Regions from separate parts of the Mus musculus genome. Here region 2 is linked to region 1. Evidence: chromatin contacts called from public Hi-C data. All regions are on one chromosome and are shown on one strand. Each heading gives the region's core, a stretch centred on a gene start, on an enhancer-like site or on the middle of the called end of the contact. The rest is flanking DNA. Distances are from core to core; before and after follow the strand shown. Region 1 overlaps Plpp3 (phospholipid phosphatase 3). Region 2 has its middle 68 kb from the start of Gm29922.

Evidence for each region. A called contact is a pair of places that touch in the nucleus more often than the background predicts.
Region 2: a contact with region 1 is called in a Hi-C map of uterus, with 1.7 times the contacts expected there. The contact joins two enhancer-like sites. A contact is called at or near these places in 1 of 15 datasets of contacts at CTCF or cohesin (the NIH/3T3 cell line) and 1 of 484 Hi-C or Micro-C datasets (uterus).

The regions. Positions count from the first base shown.
Region 1 is chr4:105,203,824-105,207,283 of GRCm38.p6, forward strand. All of the region lies in intron 2 of Plpp3 (phospholipid phosphatase 3), which reads left to right. Among named protein-coding and RNA genes, the nearest start is that of Plpp3, 48 kb to the left of the region's middle. Within about 2 kb of position 1,653, at least 53 of the 459 cell types and tissues checked have an H3K27ac peak or open chromatin away from gene starts, as enhancers often do. A contact at or near this core is called in uterus, where this site is marked.
Region 2 is chr4:105,776,287-105,779,746 of GRCm38.p6, forward strand. No RefSeq gene overlaps it. Among named protein-coding and RNA genes, the nearest start is that of Gm29922, 68 kb to the right of the region's middle. Within about 2 kb of position 1,710, at least 6 of the 459 cell types and tissues checked have an H3K27ac peak or open chromatin away from gene starts, as enhancers often do. A contact at or near this core is called in uterus, where this site is marked.

The sequences.
Region 1 (3,460 bases), core at 403-2,902:
TCCCTTAGCCTTGAGACTGAGAAAAAAAAAAGAAAAAGAAAAAACAATTCTCCATCGCCAAATGTTTGTTGACTGAATCTCTTCTGGCGCAAAGAAGTTCGTTAACCCATATACACATGCGCGAGGTCTGGGGGTTAGGGTAAAGCTAACAAGGACATAAACATACAAATAAACTCAGTAGTAGACCTGTATGGGTTGGTCTGGTGCTGCTTGTATTTAAATGCTAAATACTGGCTCCCAAGATCTGGTTGCAATGGATCCACTACAAGAGACCTTACTTGTATGCCTTTGTATTTGGGACTCAAAGACCAGCTATCTTCTGGGACTTCAAGGAAACGGCTATCTTGGTACCATTAAGAAGAACCCAGGAGGGAGGGAGAAGGGCAGGTGTCGGCGATGGGGCTGCCAAGCTGTCCTGCCCTTCTCCTCCTTTAATTCAGAGTGACTCACTGGCCTCTCTGGCCTTTACTGCTCTCACTTGGAAAGTGTGTCAGTAATCCCAGAATGACCTGCAGGGCTCTGTGAGAAACAGACAGCTCGACAGAGGGAAAAGCGCTTTGTAAGCTGTAAAGTTCTATGTAAATATTATTAAAGCAGAACCGAGTATCGGGATGTTAGCCCTTCAGAGTCACCCGGGGAAGACGTCTCAGTTTTTAGAAGAGGAATTGTTAGGACATACTGTGTAAAAATATGACTTTTTCTTGGGGTGATTTATAAATAGAGCAAAATGTTTAAAACAACACAGCAGCTGAGTGGTGGTGGCGGCGATGGTGGTGGTGGCGGCAGCGGTGGTGGTAGTGGTGGGGTCCTTCTGCAATGGGCTTCTTTTCTTCTATCTTGTTTCCTGGAAAGATCAAAATCAAAACCACCACACACGTATTTTCTGCTTCTGCCCTGGCACGGCATATTTCCCACATCCTAATCGTGCAAGAAGAAGAAGAAGAAGAAGAAAAAACAACCAAAACCAAAATGAGCCTTTCAAAGTGCCAGGCATTTGACATATCGCCCATTGAATTCCTTGCCAGCCTTGCCAGGTGGATATTATTAATGCTATTTTCTATAAGGGACCACCTAAGCCCAGACAGGTGAAGTCATGTGACTGCAAAGGACTAGAATGATGAGACTGAGACTTACTGGCTCCCAGGTTGCTGCTCCTTCCTCCCCAGGAAGGCTAGCCTAAAGACCCTCTCCATTTCCCCTCCTGAATGGAACATCTGTAAAGATGTGGGTAGCTGGGCTCTTTTTCACCACAAAAGACAGGAAGAGGCTCTCTCTTACAGTTGGAGACAACCTCCCAACCACTGGCTTGCCGGCCAGGACCCGTCCCTTTCTGTCCCCTTGTGGCTTAATTGCCATGCCTTCCTCTGTATGAGTTTCCAGACTCTGGGCCAAGCTCCTTAAAAGGCAGGTAGGGGAGAGTTCTCTGCCGGCCTGGCAGCCAGCCATCCCCCCCACACCCCTCAGATCCGCTGCTAGCTGCTTCAGAGATCAACATAGAAGACATTTTTTTTCCCAAAGTGAAACTTATCAGAACTTTGCTGACTGTGGCAGGAATGAAGGCCCTGGGGGTGGGGACCAAGCCTTTGGAGGAGGGGTGGGGTGCTCATTTTATGACCCAGGAATGAAAACATTGTGAATAATGAATAAAGTCCGAAAGTAGTAAATCTGAGACTCCAGAGAAGGCGAGTAACATGTCAGGGAGCGGTTTAAGCCTTCGCCCCTCCTGCAGAGGTGCGGCCCAAGTTTCATTAAATAGCCTTTAAGGGTTAGGATTACAAGAAGCCCAGTCCCCTGGTTCATAATGATGATTTATGGCTGTGTTGTCGACTCCGCGACCCTTCTGTACAAGGGATGGAGAAAATACATAATTTGCTGCTCATTAACTGTGCAATCTGTCAGGGCGGCTCCAGAAGCCATGTGGTCCCGGAGCCTTGCGTCTGCTAAATGGCTTCAGCAAGGCTGTCCTGGAGACACAACTGCTCCTCCACCATAGGAAATGGTTTTGATAAGAGTGGCACTAACAAGCTGGTAGCCTGCCCATGTCTTGGAACTGAGAGACAGTGGACTTTACTCCTCGGTCATCTCCCATCCTTCAGAGAGCCCCAGAATCCCCATCTGTACAACGGACTTGCCTTGTCACAGAAAATCACACTGCATGAGGCTTGAGCCAGGATTTCTTTGTCAGTGTGGCCTGGTCCTGGCAACTCAGGAGCAATCCGAGGGCAGGTATTGTGCCCAGGGCCTTGGTTCTGCTCCCAGCTTATAGGTAGTTCTTACAAGAAACCTTCCTCTACTGTTGTCTGACCTGTTGCCTCTGCTTGGTTAGGAAGCTGGGTCAGAAGAGAGTTAATGGCATCGCTCTTAGGAAGTACTAAGTCACGATTCTGCGGATAGAGAAGTTGACCTGCTCCAGATTCACCCTGTGAGTGGAGGACTCCCATCATGGGTACTTGATACTTATTCAGTGGCCACCCCCACTCCCTGCACGTAAACACACCTGAGTGTGATTTATAAATAAAGAATCAGAAGGAGTCAGCAATCGGGGCTGTGGCAGTGGACATCTGGAACTTGTTAGCCTATAAGATTCCATAGGGTAAAAGTGTAAACAGGTTGGAAGAGGGAAATGAGTTGAGGATGGGGGTAGAGAACGTTGGGCAAAGACTGAGTGTGTGTGCCTGGGTGGGATATTTGGGCCCCAGTCTCTTCAGCACAGAATGGTTGCCTTCATTTCTGACCTGCCGTGACACTCAGATTTCATCTCTTATATGTTATCAGAGGGACCTCGGCAAGGATTAGGGGACACTGCCAGGTCACATGTCTTCAAGGATCGACTCCTCCTGCTCCCTGACATTTGTCTGTTTCTTTAGTGAGCATTTCTGAGGCCCTATGAAGAGCTAAATATTCTGCTTTCTCAGGGACTAGCTAGGCAAGCACGCTGACTGGGCCGGCCTTTGACCACCCCTGTCCCTATAGAATCATCCACAAAGTGATCTGGAAAAGGTGTGGCACTTATAAACACAGTCAACTAGGGCTCTTGTGTCAGCGTGCCTTGCTCCCTCTCCTGCCCCTGCTTGTCGCTGGGCCCAGCTGCTATGTTTATCCTACACACCATCCTTCCCCACACTTTGGGGCCTTTGAGGACCCAGATTAGACTCCTGCTTTGATGCCTTTCCCCACTGTAAAGTTATTCCTTTACAAAGGACCTCTGCAAAGGAGTGCCCTGAATGTGCCAATCTATTGCTTCCCTTGTGGTTGTGAACGCGTCTGCTCACCGAAAGGGCGGGCAAGTGTGGTCCATAATCCTTCATGGGAGGAAGTGTGAAAGGGACTTTTGTGGTGAGTGATGAGCCGACCATCCCTGCTCCTGGCCTGGAGTTGCAACCAGGAAGTGGCCACAGCTGTGCTGTGGAGTTAAGAAAGGGGGAGGGGGCACTGCACGGTTGTGTTTTACCCAAGCAAT
Region 2 (3,460 bases), core at 460-2,959, 570 kb after region 1:
CTAAATATGGTTCTTGTACCTATGTTGTGCTTTCTCTCTGTCTCTGTCTCTGTCTCTGTCTCTGTCTCTGTCTCTGTCTCTCTCTCTCTCTCATTTTGTGACACCTAAGTTCAACTGCAAGGGACTATGTCTCATAACCTTCACACCATATTTGAAAATCATATCAAACATTTAGAAATATGTACAACTGAATATGCTCTGAGATAGATGTCTAGTCAACTCACTTGCTGAGAACATATTGCCAAACAGACAACCATGCAAGGGATTCTGGGTATGTTGCCCCTGCAAAACATAGAGCAGTGGCATTATTACTGTAGAGCATGTAAGGCCAGTGCCCAGGCAACGGTCAATGCTTGTTCTCAAATATCAAGATGAGAGCTGACAGACACACACAACTTGGAATCAAGCTAATAGCAAACAAACTCATTTTAGAATTCCTAAGCCTCAGTGAGAATCCAATTAATTTACTCTAATGGGCTCTTAGAGGCCTCAGTTACTTCCCTATTCCTAAAGGCAAAGAATAAAATAAATAGGACGATGCATGTCACTTTTAACATCATCCAATAAAATACCAGGAGAAATATATGTGTAGCTCAGTGAAGTGGTAAATACGGGAGAAGATTTATTTGATGGGCTCGAAGTGCCGTGTATGGATAGAAAAAAAAAATTATAGTTTATTGTGAATGTGGAACTCGGGAGCATAAAACTAGGAAATTTGTTGAGAGAATCATGAACACTAATGACTGAGTGAATGTGGATAGTATCAATGTGTATGTGTTTGTGTGTATGTGTGTGTGTGTCAGAGAGAGAAAGAGAGAGAGAATTTAGCTTCTAGTCTCAAGTCTTCCCCTGTGTTAGCATCCATGATTCACTTAAAACTTCACACTCTTGATTTCTTACTTGTTTGACAAATCACAGGTTCTTCTAACAAATTTGTTAGTAAGTGGGGTCCTCCTGACTGCATATGGAAACAGATTCTAAGATCTGCTAGTCCTTAATGTGTGCTATCACCCAGGGCATTAGTAGGTAGAAGTGCAGTAACCTAAGAGAAAGGGAGAACCGAGGGTGAGTGTCAAGTCTCCAGTGGTTCTGATTTGGGTGAACTGCCAAATCAAAACAGCAGGACAGCAACAGGATAGGTGAGAAGGACGAAGCAACTTTGCAAGGCAGGGGAACCAACCTTCTACCAAGCAAGGTGGAAGTGTGTATAGGATGCTCAAATGCATTTGCACAACTGGGTGGTTCTCTTATTAACAGTTCGGTAGACGCTGGTTTTCACAAAGTATTGTGCAGCATATTTTATCTGCCTCTCCATGCCTAACTGGCTACCAGACTTGTGCCCGGGAAGACAGACTGATAGGCATGGCATTAACACATGTCCCTTGGCTTGTTTTCAGATAGAATTAAAATCAAGAGAAAGTGTTACAAGATATAGAGTGAGAGAAGGAAGGAAACAAGCAAATGAGAAAACAAAGGAACAGACAAAGGTTAGGTGTAAACTTTCCAGTTTCATCCTAACCAGGATGTTATACATTGGCTGCAATCCTTTGAGCAGCAGTCAGGGTTCTGTCTCTGCCTTTGTCTCTGTCTCACACATTCCGGAGACTATGTCCTCATCCTCCATTTTCTGACCCAGGGGTAGTGCTTTGATTTGTATGTGTCCTCCAGTGTTTGTGATCAGGAGCTGTTTTTAAGAGGTTGTTGGGTCATGAAGACCCTGCCCTGCCTTTCATCAGCACTGAATCATCCTTCTTTCCCCCCCGCCTGATGCTCTCTTCCACCTTCTGTCAAGGCTGATGCAACAGAAGGCTCTCGTCACATTGCCAGATGTCACCATGACCTTGGACCTCTAAGTCTCCAGAACCAGGAGTAATAAACCTCCTTTCAGTCCTGTGTATTCCACTGTAGCAGAAGAAAACAGACTTCTGACCGGCAGACATGAACCCCATTGTTTCCATCTTTGGGGTTCTTATTCTAGAGTTTCCTGTGTTTATTAAATCATTCTTACTCATATGCATGTTCCATGCTTTTCCTGCTGGGACACAAAATAGTACAACTGACATTTGTTAAATAATTATTTTATATACCACTCATGATGATTCACACCTTTTATCATAGCACTCAGGAGGCACAGCAGATGAATCTCTGTGAGTTTGAGGCCAACCTGGTCTCCACAGCAAGTTCCTGGTCAGATGGGGATATATAGTGAGACACGCTCTCAAAAAAGAAAAGGTGACCAAAGAGAGAGAGAGAGAGAGAGAGAGAGAGAGAGAGAGAGAGAGAGAGAGAGAGAGGGAGAGAAGGAAAAGAACGGTTACAGATGAGTAACTAGTAAATGGATCTGCTCTTGAGAAAATGAATCTAGTTTGTCTATGTGAGCATCTGAGCATCAGGAAGAGTCATGAGATGCATGAGAAGGTCTCATGGGGCAGTCAGAGGAGAACCCATATCAGATGGGAATGAGAACGCATTTGAGAAGTACATGCACTGGGCAGAGGAAACTCCATGGTGGTATGGATGACGTGGGCAGAGCATGGCGTTCAGTTATTTAGGAATTTTCCCCTCAGTAAAAGTTTTACTACTCCTTAGAATAGATCGAGGATAAGATAAGGAGAGAGCTGAGGGTAAGAATTAAGAGAGTTAAAAATAACCTGCCCACACTTTTTAATTAGCTTCAAAGGAGACATCATTGCCAAACACAATTATGCAGACATTGGAATGTCTGTATCCCTCCCCCTGCTACATTCTCCATGCAATTTACTTGGCTTAGATTTGTTTATTAGCAACTTAAACAATTTCAAGCCAAATAGCTGGCTTCCCCTACAGCAGGCCTGAAGATAACTGCTGGGTGCTGGATGTATATCCAGTAAGATAATCTTGACAAGAAATATTTATCAAAGGTGGGAGGGGAGGGGCGCTTCCTGTTCTGCTCAGACCTGTAGGCCACACCTCTCCAAATGTAATGAGATGTCTGGAATAGTTGAAGTTGGCCTTGCACAGACACTTCTAGCCATTCTTCAAGTGAGCAAGAGAGAAAATCCACCATAGTGGAGTGCAGGGTGGGGACCTTACCAGGAACTGAGACCAATGGCCATGGCTCTATTCCACACACCATCCCTTTGTTTCATTTATAGTATAGCAACTAAGTAGGGGTGGTACTATTATTAATTTTGAAGAAAAAGGAGGAGAAGAAGAAGAGGAAGAGGCAGAAGAGGAGGAAAAGGAAGAGGAGGTGAAGGGCAAGGAGGAAGCAGAAGCGGGAGCCCCATACCACATGAGAAAACTCTGGAGAGAGCGCCTAACAGATATTGTTATATCTTCAATGTGGAAATAGTTTCATGGACATATAAAACCTCAAAATGTATCAATTCGTATGCTGTAAACACGGGAAATTTACTCCATACCAATTATACCTTACTAATCTTATTTAGAACAAGATAAACCTTATACACCTTATGAT